Regions from separate parts of the Mus musculus genome. Here regions 1 and 2 are each linked to region 3. A link is a contact called in public Micro-C and promoter capture Hi-C data. All regions are on one chromosome and are shown on one strand. The core of a region is the stretch at or near the end of the contact, and the rest is flanking DNA. Distances in the headings are between cores, read along the strand shown. Region 1 has its middle 24 kb from the start of Gm30999. Region 2 has its middle 41 kb from the start of Gm30950. Region 3 holds the start of Ercc6l2 (excision repair cross-complementing rodent repair deficiency, complementation group 6 like 2).

Region 1 (4,132 bases), core at 67-2,566, 220 kb after region 3:
AAATCTGATGCCGTTTTCTGGAGTGTCTGAAGACAGCTATAGTGTATAGTGTATAGACAAATATTTTTAAACAAAGATAAGGCAAGCAGAGTATGGCACACATGCCTTTGATCCCAGCACTCCAGAGCCAGAGGCAGGTGGATCTCTGAGTTCAGACCAGCCTGGTCTACAGATGGAGTTGCAGGCCAGTCAGAACTGACTACATAGAGAAACTTTGTATCAAAAACAACAATAAATAAATAAAACCCAGATAAGGTCATTGGCCCACCAGTCTAACATGAAGCACTGGCTGCTCTTCCAGAGGACCCAGGCCACATGGTGACTCACAACTGTTTTTAACCCCAGTTCTAGTAGCTTCATTGTCCCCTTCTGGTCTCCATAGGGCATCAGGGACACACATAGTAAACAGACCTACATGCAGCAAAACACCCATACACATAATATATTTAAAAGAAATTAATTAGTTAAAATTTAAGTTTTTAAAAAATGACATTTTATGCCTGTGGGAGATGGGATACGTGGCCCCATTAAGTTTGTTCAAAGCTAGGTTAAGGCAAAGGTGTTTTCTAGATTCTTTGTTTAAAATGTTGGGATTCAAAGTCCTTTGTTTTAAATCTGTTTCTTGCCCCAGGAGAGCAACATCGTTTCTCTTGGATTTTATCTCAAAGGCCCTTGAAATAAGCCAGAGGAAATATCAGGGCAGGGGAAGAAAGCAAAGAAAAATTGTTTCCTAGTAGTACCCACCACAAATTCATCACTCATCCCAAACTTCTGGGAATAGAGGTTATTCAGGTCCTGGGTCATCTTGACTGACCGGCAGCAAGAGATGATGAGTAGGCAATAACCCACACATGGTGACTAGACTTTGACTCCTGGCAGAGGCCCAAGTGGCAGAACAGGATCTGTAACAGTCTCCAGTCTAAAAGCCTCAGTAGGGAGTTGCTAAGGCTTCTGGGACCACCATGGGCTGTGATTTAAACCACCTTTCCCAATAAAGGCATATGAGACATTGAAACAAAATTTCTTTACCTGTTACAAAGCACAAAAAAAAAAAAAAAAAAAAAAATCTGATGCTTATCAGGCCAAGCCTAAGTGAAGGCAGAGATTGCTGGATTCTAAGCCCTTCTGCCCTGGAGGTGTTAACAGAACTTGGCACATCTGAGCTTCAATTTTCACAACCTCCTGGAGCATCTAGGCAAAAGATAGTGATGGCTAGGGACCACCCAAGGTGAGAAACTTAACACAGGCGTCACCCAGAGGCTGCTCCACCCTCCACTCAGGGAATTGAAGGGAAAAAAAGCCACAACCAAACATCCCTGGAGGTGTGGCTTCAGTTCAAAGCATTCCAGGTGGAGAGTGGCCTCAGGTGGCAGAGGTAAGGTAAGTGTAGATGCTTTCCTAAGAATGCTGCCCGGTTCCAACCCTCTACCAACTCCCATCTTATGAAAAATCTTCTAAATATAACTCGTGATACAATGATTGCAAAATACAGTACTTGGGACTGGGGACACGGTGTGGTGGCTGAAGCATTTACCACACTAGTGAGAGGACCAGAGTTTAGGTCCCCAGAACCCACATAAATCCAGAGGGTCTATAAGAGTGCCTGTAATCCTGGCCTCAGAAGGCAGAGACGGGAATCATCTAAGTGGCTGACAAGTAGACCATCCACATTTGTGAGTTCTGGGTTTGACTGAGAGACCCTACTTCAAAGACCAATCAAAAATTCTCACTATCAACCCTGGGTCCCTGTAAACACACACTTGAACACGAATACATATATATGTATTGAGGTTTGGTCTATTGCTATGTATTGTAATGCTAAATTCTATACTGGAAGGTCTGGGCTTACAAGCTTTTGTTGTGCAAACTTTGTTCTTTGATTTAAAACTATTGGTTAAACTGGGCGTGGTGGTGCACGCCTTTAATCCCAGCAAATCGGGAGGCAGAGACAGGCAGATTTCTGAGTTCGAGGCCAGCCTGGTCTACAAAGTGCGTTCCAGGACAGCCAGGGCTACACAGAGAAACCCTGTCTCGAAAAAACCATATAAATAAATAAATAAATAAATAAATAAATAAATAAATAAATAAATAAATAAATCTTTTGGTTAAATAAAATTGGCTACAGTCAATTACTAGAGAGATTAGAGATAGGGGGTTTGGAGTGACCTGGTTGGACAAGGTGGGGCGAGAAAGAAGAATGGGAGGAAAGAGGACGCTGCCGTGAGGGGAGATGGATGAAGAGCACATGGCCAGGAGAAACAGCAAGTACTTGGGGTACACCTCTGGGGAAGTAACCAGGCCAGCAGTTAGAAGAGCAGATTAGGGGTTACCCCCTAGGAATTGTCAAAGACAAATAAAATAACCACAGTCTGAGTCTCATCACTTGTGAGCTAGTCAGGGACAAGCTTAAATTGGCTGTTCTACACATACCACACACATACACATAAAGAGGGAAAAAAGCACCCAAGGAAAATGATGGGTGGGAAGCCCTGCAAAGGATGAGCCCTACCTGCAAGGCAGGTAGGCATGCAACATAGTCACTGGCAGTGATAGAAAAGCATCCTCTAGCCCAGGGATTCTCAGTCTCCTTAATGCTGCAACCTTTTAATACAGTTCTTCATGTTGTGATGACCCCAACCATAAAGTTACTCTGTTGCTACTTTATAATGATAGTTTTGCTACTGTTATGAATCATAATGTAAATACCTGTGTTTTCCAATTGTCTTAGGAAACACCTATAAAAGGATCTTTTGACTCCCAGGTTAAGAACAGCTGCTAGCTGCTAAGGTTGGCCCAGAAGAGAAGGTGTGGAGGAGCTAGACCAATCACAGCCAAGCAGCATTGCCCTGTCTCTCCTGTGTTAACAGTTTTAGAGAAGAGAAAATCACAGGCTGCCTGTAAGGGTTCCCAAATGGTAAATGGAATCAGAGACAATATTGTCGCGACATTAAAAAATAAGTTTCAAAAACTAAACCAAACAGACAAAAACAAAGTTAAGCTAAAAAAAAAAATAGAGTCAATAACTGGGTAGAACAGAATATTCTTAGCAAGCATGAAGCTCTGGGTCCAAACCCCAGCACCCACTAACAGTAACAACAGTTAGATATAAACAATGAAGGAACTGAGTAGAACTGGTTGTGGTCCAGGGGACAACACAGGACCCAGAATAGAAACAAAAGACATTTGTTTAGGCTCAGGAGGCAGCTCAGTTGGTGCAATGCTTGCCTAGCAACACAGAGCTCTAAGTTGGGCTCAGCCCTAAATACAGCAGGTGTGGTGGTATACACCCGTAACTCCATCACTTAGGCAGGAAGGTAAAAAGTTCACAGTCATCCTCGTCAGCATAGATGACTTCAAACCGACCTTGGAAAATAAAAATGGCTGGAGAAACAGCTCACTCCTGACTCCTGGGTTTGATTTCTCAGATCTAGCCCTGGCCGTATGGTCTCCAGTCACCTCTGTCACAAAAGCAAGGTAGTCCTTGCTCTTCACTCCCTGGACCAAGATGAATGGGATCTTCAATGTGGCTCACAGTGCTGGCCCCAACTCCTTTCCTGTTCTTCCTTCCTGAATCACACGTCCTACGACCCTACCTCCAGACAAGTGAGGACACCTGAAAATGCTGTTCTCCCAACCAGTAGGACCCACAGCAGCTTCAGGGTGACAGCAGCTGTGGTTAATCTCTCCACCCTCTTGCTTATCTTGGTTCATGTGGTTGCTTGAATCCGAATATGATCCCCATAGGGTCCAGAATCTGGCCCTTCGTTGGCAGTGCTGTGTTGGAAGGCTGCGGGACCTTGAGGAGGTTAAGCCTGGCTGGAGGAGGTGGTCGTGGAGGGATCAGCTATGGCTTGACGGTGGGATTCTCTCTAGCTGCTGGTTAAAATAAAGCCTTCCTCCTGTAAGTTGAGCCTTGCCAGGCATCTGGCCATAGCGAATGAGAGAAATGGATGAAGTAGTACTGTGATCCTGTCATACGAATGCCTTTTGAACCCTGGGAAATCTGGCAACTGAGAGAGTTCACATTGATGTCTCTTACATCATAGCTGGTCTGGGAATCAGAGGATCAGGAGTAAAGAAATTGTCCAATGTGGGAACAAGAGTTTTTTCAGAAAATGGCACAAGCTCTGAA
Region 2 (3,898 bases), core at 787-3,286, 150 kb after region 3:
GTGCTTTTCATCTGCTCTATGATCATTTTAATTCTGTTTCAATGTTTTCATTAATAATCTGATGTTAAACCCACTCTACATCCTGGGAATGCATCTCACTTAACAAGTATGACGTCATGCAGGACTGGATTTGGTATGGTTAGCTTTCTAAAAGGCTGTTTGTGTCTGGTTTATAAAGACATTGATCTGTATTTTTCCTTTCTTTTGATGTCTTTATTTTGTTTTAGCATCTGGTTAACACTGGTTTTATGAAGCGGTTGGGGAACTTTTCCTCTTCTATGTCTTGGGGAGGTTCTTGTGAAGAACGATTATTTATTCTTCTTTAAATGGTTGTTAAGACTCAATGATGAGCCCTCCCGACTTGGGATTTTCTTTGTGAGCAACTTTGTTAGTAATTCAATTTTCCCTTTTGTTAGAGGTTTATTCACATTGTCTATTTTTAATCAGTTACATTATTGTCTTTCAAAAGACTTACTCATTTCATCTGTTATTTTGTATTTGGACTACATCAGTTACAGTATTCTTTATAATAATATATCTTATTAGCATAAATTGGATGGTTGACTGCCCTCTTTCATTTATTATTTTAATATTTAGAGGTCTTCTCTTTTATCTAGGTTAATCTAGGTACAGCTTTTCTTTATTTTCTTAAAGAACCAGCTTTGGTTTCTTTTGGTGATTTTTCTTTATTATCTTCCAATAATTTCTGCACTGTTCAGAATTATTTCCTTCCTCTCGATTGTTCTTTTTCTAATGTAATATCATTTACATAGCACAAGCTGACTTAAAACTTGCAATCCTCCTGCCTTAACCCCCACAGCACCGGGGCTGTAGTTACACACCACCACACCGACCCTTTTGTCTTCTGTGATTTAAACATTTTAGCTACCATGTTCCTCTGAGCACCACTGTGACTGCATCTCATGAGGAGCATTACGATTCCATTTTCTGTTATCTACAACTCTTTTCTGATTTCACTTCTGTTGTTTCAGTTTAATTTGTTTTGTGGTATTTGACGTGGAAGCCAAGGCTTGCTACATGCTAGGCACCCAGCCTACCACTGAGCTACACCCCAGCAGCACTGATTTCCTTTGAATTCGGACTCTCTAGTCATTTAGGGGTGTTTGCCTAATTTATACTCATTTATGAGTTTTCCAAATTCTTGTTTGTTCTTGGCTTCTATTTTCATTGAATTGTTGTCAGAGAACATACTTTGTTACTTTGTATTGTGTCTGAGATTTGTTTTAGCATTTAACGTGAGATTTGTCATGGAAAGTATGCCTGGAAAGAATATGTATATATGTATATTGTGTTATGATGTGTTATTTTGAGCTGTTCTATGGGCTATGAGGTCAATGTTTTTTCTTTTAAAACTATTTTTTTAATTTTATGTATGTGAGAGTTTGCCTACACATATGTGTGTGCACTGTGTTCTTGCAGTGCACATATTGGCCAGAAGAAGACACCAAGCCTCCTGGAACTGGAGTTAGAAGTGTTTGTGAGCCAACAGATGAGTGCTGAGAACCAAACCCAGGTTTTCTACAGAAGCAGCCGTGCTCTTCATCTCTGGGTCATCCATACGACCCCTTATTTAGCTGTTTTAAGTGGTTGCCATAGAGTTTACTGCACACATTTCAAGAGAATTGAGTTCTAGTTTGTATCGTTTACAGTAAGCACTGTTCCAGAAATGAACAAATGCATCCCTGTATAGTTAGTTACATTGCACTCCCCTTTTTTATTGATGCTATTTTAGACATTTTAGATCATTAATATATAAAAAAAATTAACCTTACCTTAGTCACTGTCCAATTGCTGTGAAGAGGGACCACAACCAAACCAACTCTTATTTTTTCAAAAAGCACTTAACTGGGCACTTGCTTACAGTTTCAGAGGTTTAGTCCATTATGATCATGGCAGGCATGGCGCTTGAGAAGTAATTGAGAGCTACATCCTGATCCACAGACTGAGGGAGACACTGGCCTTGGCCTGGGCTTTTGAACCCTTAAAGCCCACCCCCAGTGACAAGCTTCCACCAACAAGGTCACCTTTTAATCCTTTCATTAGTGCCACTCCCCGGTGACTAAGCATTCACAGATGTGAGCCTAGGGGAGCGTTCTTATTTAAATCACAACAACCCTGTTATTGTCTTACCAGACACCTTTATAGTCTAATAGAGCTTTGCTCTCTCTACCACCTTTGTGTTATTGCTGCCAAATAGATCAAATATACCACATGTATCTGACATCTTTATGTGCTGCAGATCCCCAAATACATTACGACCATATTATATCGGGAAAGTTGTTTAAATCAGACAAGACAAAAAGAGGCAGAAAAAATGGGCATTTGCTCCATCCTTTATAATCACACAAGTACCTTTGCTGTTTGTTGTACGTGAATTCAAGTTATTGTGGGAGTCATGTGCTCTCAGCCACAAGAGTTCCTTTTAGTATTTCCTGTAAGGACGGTTAGCCAACATCAAATTCTCAGACTTCCCTTACCTGGGAAAATCTTTATTTTGTTCTCATTCTGTAATAACAGCTTTGCCAAGTATCTCCTCTTGGTTTAGCTAGTCTTTTTTGTGAACCTTTTAAACGTGTTATCTACTGCTTTGCAGCCTCCATTGTTTCTCCCAAGAAGTTGGTTGTCAATCTTCCTGCGGTTTCCGTGTCTTCTTGCTTGATGCTTGTTGGTGCTTTCAATGTGTGTGTGTGTGTGTACACATATATTATATATATTTAACCTTCAGTGTTTTTGCTATGACGTGTCTGGTTGGTTGGTTTGGTTTTTTGGGGGGGTGGCTGTTTTGTTTGTTTTGTTTGTTTTCCAGTTCCACTTAGAGTATTGATTTTCTTAGTTGTACATACACGTCATGCTAGAATCTGAATTCAGTTACACTATAAGAGAGTTACATGCTTTTAAAGCCCTGAGCCATTTCTCTAGCTCCTAGAGAATGGACTTGTAAACTGCTCTGTGTGGTATTACATTGTGGCAACCTTACAATGTGTGCCAGTTGGTAGCACTGTCTGCTGGGTAGGTGGTCTGAAGGGGTTTCTATCTGATTCTGTTGCTCATTTAACAGTTTCCATTTTTTTTTCTCTTCCTTCCCTCCTCCTCTTTCTCCTCCTTCTCCTCTTGCTTTGTAACTGGGTCCAAGGAGATTCTGCATTTCTGTAAACTACTCCTTTGGCTTTTCTTTGATTTCAAGAAATTATCAGTTTCTAAAAGCTAGTTTGCACCATACACTTTAATTGCCATACCCAAAATTACAATAACCCCATCTCACTGTTTAACAAGGCAATAATTAGTCCCCAGGCTAGCAAACCCTCCAGTCCTCTATTGGATTCTCCTGTCTGTGGAGACTGGGTTGCTACCTCATTAAACAGCACAGCAGTTACTAGGGCTTCAAGGAGGAGGCCAGAAATCTGATTAGCTAACGCCTTTCCCCCTCCATGCTTGGCATATTTTTATTCTTGGGAGGAGTATATAAAACACACTGTTTGCAGCGTTTATATTTAACTAACACCTAATAATTTACTGTTTTATGTGTAAAAATCTATTGCCTCGGATCTTTTTTCAATTTCTTTCTCACATCCTTGTGTCTTTCTAAAATAAGGCTAACCCCCCATACAGTGCAATTTAAGAGCGCCCATACTGATCACATAGCCATGAGAGTAGCTCCCACCCTACCTAGTTATAGGCTATCGTAAATGCCACTGCAGCCACTTATCCATGGAGCATGTTTCAAGACCCCTGTGGATGCATCAAACCGTGGATCTTACTGACCCCCCAGTGTGGATCGTGGTTTTCCCACGTGCCCTGCAGCACAGAAACAGTTTCAGAGTCAATCTGTCCTCGGGTGTGTTTTATGTCTGGACCCCCTTTGCATCACCTTCATGTT
Region 3 (4,295 bases), core at 860-3,359:
TGGCAAAGGATATAGATCTACTTCATTTCTTTTCTCTTACTATTACTTAACATCTTCTTCCATCTACCTTATATCTAACAATATATCAAGAAAGGCTACAACCCAAACTCACCTAACACTCTTATGTTTTCATACCTATTGTTTTTCATGAGATTTTTGATAAATCCTTTTTTTTTTTTTGGCATTTTCGAGACAGGGTTTCTCTGTATAGCCCTGGCTGTTGTCCTGGAACTCAATTTGTAGATTAGGCTGGCCTCGAACTCAATAAATCCATTATTTTAAAGATTTATCACATAATATATATTTGCCTTTTATGTTGTGAACATAAGTAGAAACCAATTTTAATAAAGTATTGCAGGGTTAATTATATTAAAAGTCTCTTTGGCATCCAAGTAAAATTCTTTTGAAATGCTTATCATGACTGTTATTGGGTGCTAGATGTTGAGCCTAGGGTCTCATGCATATCAAACATGCTATACTACAGTTATATTTTTGTAGTCTAAATTGTCTTAATGTTTGCTGTGTTATCAATTGTCAGTGGTTTTGCATGCAATATAGTCAATCCAACAACACTTATACTGACTTCAGAAATATATCACAATTTCACCTTGAAGTAACTGGCATCCTAGTGTTGGAGGTTTACAACATCAGCATCCACACAAGAGGATGACAGGCAACCGACAAGAACAAAAGCTACCCTAAGGGCAGGATGCTTAACCTTTAAGACATGTTCATGTTATGACTGTTCCCATTTCATTAAACAGGACAATCATGGCAATGCAGTTACATAAGAGACACTCAAAGGTGAGGAGTCGTCTTGTTAGCTAGAAGGATATTCCTTTAACAAGGTGATTTCTTTCATTTCAATGTTTATTTTGGATTTATCAAATCACTTGTAGTTTCAGTAAGGCCTTACATCTTAAACCAACAGGCAAAGGCCAGCCTGGTCTACAGAATGAGTTCTAGGATAGCTAGGGCTACGCAGTGAGAAGGCCTGTCTCAAAATCCCTGCCTCCCCCCAAAATTTATTTAACTCTTTATTTTTTGCAGTTACTCCCCTTTATTCAGGCTGTTGTTACTAGCTAAATCAATATTCCTAAATGTTTCTCTTTATAAAGCTTTTCCTATTGCTTTGCAAACAAGTGACACTCTTAATATAGCACTCCTTTGAAAATAGTCTACTAGTCTTAGTAGTATCTGCAAAGAATGGAGATCTCTTTGTTGAATAGGCATATAGTATATACAAATAAGATCCTCCAGTAGGCAGGATAATGATCCCCAAGAGGAATTTGTGTCTCTAAATCCAGGAACCCATACATGTTATCTTACATGTCAAGGGGCCTTTTCTGATGTAGTTATGAGTGTACACCTGAAAATAAGATTATTCTGGTGAGCTCAAAACAAACAAACAAACAAACAAACAAACCCCCCCAAAACCCAAACCCATTGTGGAAGGCTCAGGAAATGCACTATCCTTGGCTTTGAAGAAAGAGGTCAAGCCAAGGAGTGGAGATTCTTCCACTTTCTAGGAAGGAATGCAATTTCTCTGACTTCTGGATTTTTAGCTCTACGAGACCCGTACACAGGCACAGTGGCCTAAAAAAAAAAAAAATCACAAGAATTCGACATGAAGAATACATTTGGCTTCACGAGCTTGTTCAGGAGATGTTGGGACAGGCAAAATCCATTCAGCTCGTGCGCAGAACGCTGTGCTGGAGGCAGCAGGCTGCGTGGTGTGTGCTTCTCTCTCAGGGCGAGGCACAGTCGCTGCTCTTCTCAGATGGCGAAGAAAACCGAACCCCAGGGGTTGCCTTGTTTGTGCACGAGTGAGTTACGATAAAGTAGGCAAACCCAAGAAAACGCCCTCTTAAGGCTCGCCTCCTGAAGCTCCTAGACGACAAGGCCACCACAGTGTCAATGGTCTGTGCAGGGCTCACACTGTCTTTTTCCGCCCTGGGAGGATGTCACACACCTCAGGTCGTGGACTCCCTCAGCGAAGAGGGTCGAGGTCGCCGACTAATGCCAAATCTCGCGATATTTGGGACGTTCGCGAACTGCGCGAGGCTGACCTCGTCTGGAAGGGAAGCCGCTTCCGCCCGCTGAAAGGCTAGTCCATCTTCTCGCGATATCTGGAGGGAGGCGAGCGATGGAGCGCAGAGGCGCTCGTTCTCGCGGGATTTACGGGCTCTGGCGAGCGTTGGCTGGTCGCTGAGGTGACGCCGCCGCGTCAGGCCCCACATAGCGCCCCCCGCTCCGGGCGGGCGATGCCCGGCAGCCGGCCCACGTGCCGTGCTCTCCTCGCCGCCGAGAGCGGCGGGGCTGCCGGGTGCCTGCCCCTAGCCCGATGGACATCTCCGCCCCGCAGTCCCGCGCAGACTCCCGCAAAGGTATGAGCTCCGAGCTCGCGCCTCTGCGCAGGCACACGTCTTCAGGGCACTTCCGGAAGCGGCTCCCGCGTGCTTCCTGTGATTGACAGCTGCGGGTTTCGAACTCTTGCCCCGCGGGAAGTCCTCGGCTTTGCGACTCAGCCGCCTGGACGAAAGAATTTAGTGCTGTCCCTCACAGTTACTCGCCGAGCAGTGGGAACAGACTCCTCATCTGTAAAACGAGGACTATTGCTTCTTGTGACTATTAGATGAGATGAGATGCAAGTGACTCCACTTTTGACCCTTGGCGTTCAGTAAATGTCATTTTTGTCTTTGTATATGCCAGTTATTAGTCAATAGCAGGGATCTGTTAGGTAGATGATCAAAGGCCTATTTATTTAGTTTAGTTCACTTACATGGCGTATTGAAGCAGAATTTTGCCTCTAGTAGATCACCAAGAGCTTTTGAAAGTGCAGTTATCTCACAAGCCATCAGGGATGCAGACTTGCCCTCTAGCTTTTATTAATAAAATTGATTGATATAACAGATTACAAACTTTGTGTATATGTGTGCATCAGGCATGTGAAAGTCAGAGGATAGCTTGGGTGAGTCAGTTCTCCTTATGAATTCAGAGGCTGGAATCCAGGTCAGCAGTATTAGCAGCAAGTTGGCTTACAGATGGAGTCAACCTTCAAGCCCTGACAGAACAGATTTACAACTGAGTGTTCTGTGCCCAGGAATCATTGGGTAAATCTTGCTCTTCCTTTGAGGAAGATATCTCATGAAAGTAAGCAGGTGCTCAATGCTAATTTCAGGGTAAGCAACAAACCTTGAACTCGTAGGACTAAAAATTGGTCATGTCATAATTAAGGGCCCACAAATAGAAATGCCTTTATGAATCTGACTGCTAAAGGCAAATGGTGGATCTTCTAAGTGACAGTGATGGGACTGCTATGTTTGTTCCTTGATGCTATTAGAAGATTTAGTCACTTTTGGTATTTTAGGGGGAAAATTGCTGATGGGAAGAACAGATCACTCAAGAGTGTCCAAGAAGGAAGTATGTTTCCTATGTTGGAAGCAAACAAAAAAGGCACTTTGGAATTGAGAGAGGCATCCCAATCATTAGGAGCAATACCCCCAGTCCTACCTTTCAGAGAAAAGTCCTCCCTTGATCAGCAGTTCCAATCTCTGTAGTAACAGAATCATTATTCCTGACTCCAACTTTATCTATTTGGTTCTAGAAATAACCCAAACTCAGGTACAAAGGTGCCCATAAAAGATGTCCTGGTGTTTTCCACATACATACAGGTCTACCTGAAAATTTTTTCTGAAATGTGTCTCCCAATACTTCTTTTCCATAGCACTCTGTTCTCTTCTTCCAAAGCACCTTTTGCCATTATGTTTATGTCTATGAGTTTTTTAGGGGCTATCTCACTAGATCAATAATTTGTTTTCACTTAAAAATTCAGCTTATAGCCGGGCGTGGTGGCACACGACTTTAATCTCATTACTCGGAAGGCAGAGGCAGGCGGATTTCTGAGTTCGAGGCCAGCCTGGTCTACAGGGTGAGTTCAGGACAGCCAGGGCTACACTGAGAAACACTGTCTCAAAAAAACAAAACAAAACAAACAAAAAAAAATCAGCTTATGCTTGTTAACTGTCTTTTGTGTGTTAGTCTAAGATTTTTTCTTAACTAGAAGAGCTATTGTTTCAATATGTATTATTCCAATAGATAAAGAATCAGACATTTAGAATAGTTTAAGTATATTTAAACTACTGATATACAGAATTTTTTCAAGAGTTTTTTCAATAAGTGATGGTACCATGTACTAAGGACAAAGTCATCGAACTACTTACTAAATCAAATCTGATGTTGCCTTTTAAAATACAGGTTTATTAGAATACAGCCATGCTCATTTAGTTATTGTC

The links. Promoter capture Hi-C pulls out the DNA fragments that hold promoters and counts their contacts. A called contact is a pair of places that touch in the nucleus more often than the background predicts.
Region 1: a promoter capture Hi-C map of embryonic stem cells shows a contact between it and region 3, with 4 times the contacts expected there. The contact joins the enhancer-like site here to the promoter of Ercc6l2 in region 3. A contact is called at or near these places in 19 of 39 promoter capture datasets (the 3T3-L1 cell line, 3T3-L1-derived adipocytes, the HPC-7 cell line and 11 more), 1 of 15 datasets of contacts at CTCF or cohesin (embryonic stem cells), 29 of 484 Hi-C or Micro-C datasets (the C2C12 cell line, the G1E-ER4 cell line, the HL-1 cell line and 15 more), 26 of 115 datasets of contacts at active chromatin or transcription factors (T-cell acute lymphoblastic leukemia, acute myeloid leukemia, cardiomyocytes and 10 more) and 5 of 9 other capture datasets (adipose tissue, embryonic stem cells, liver and 2 more).
Region 2: a contact with region 3 is called in a Micro-C map of embryonic stem cells, with 3 times the contacts expected there. The contact joins the enhancer-like site here to the promoter of Ercc6l2 in region 3. A contact is called at or near these places in 1 of 39 promoter capture datasets (macrophages), 4 of 484 Hi-C or Micro-C datasets (the N1E-115 cell line, embryonic stem cells, nephron progenitors and 1 more), 2 of 115 datasets of contacts at active chromatin or transcription factors (embryonic limb bud and embryonic stem cells) and 3 of 9 other capture datasets (adipose tissue, liver and pancreatic islet).

Annotation. Positions count from the first base shown.
Region 1 is chr13:64,030,120-64,034,251 of GRCm38.p6, forward strand. No RefSeq gene overlaps it. Among named protein-coding and RNA genes, the nearest start is that of Gm30999, 24 kb to the right of the region's middle. Within about 2 kb of position 1,317, at least 6 of the 459 cell types and tissues checked have an H3K27ac peak or open chromatin away from gene starts, as enhancers often do. A contact at or near this core is called in embryonic stem cells and liver, where this site is marked.
Region 2 is chr13:63,966,760-63,970,657 of GRCm38.p6, forward strand. No RefSeq gene overlaps it. Among named protein-coding and RNA genes, the nearest start is that of Gm30950, 41 kb to the left of the region's middle. Within about 2 kb of position 2,037, at least 5 of the 459 cell types and tissues checked have an H3K27ac peak or open chromatin away from gene starts, as enhancers often do. A contact at or near this core is called in embryonic stem cells, where this site is marked.
Region 3 is chr13:63,813,131-63,817,425 of GRCm38.p6, forward strand. It overlaps Ercc6l2 (excision repair cross-complementing rodent repair deficiency, complementation group 6 like 2), which reads left to right and starts at 2,110. Exons shown (of 19, transcript NM_001013608.3): 1 at 2,110-2,387. The coding sequence starts at 2,345.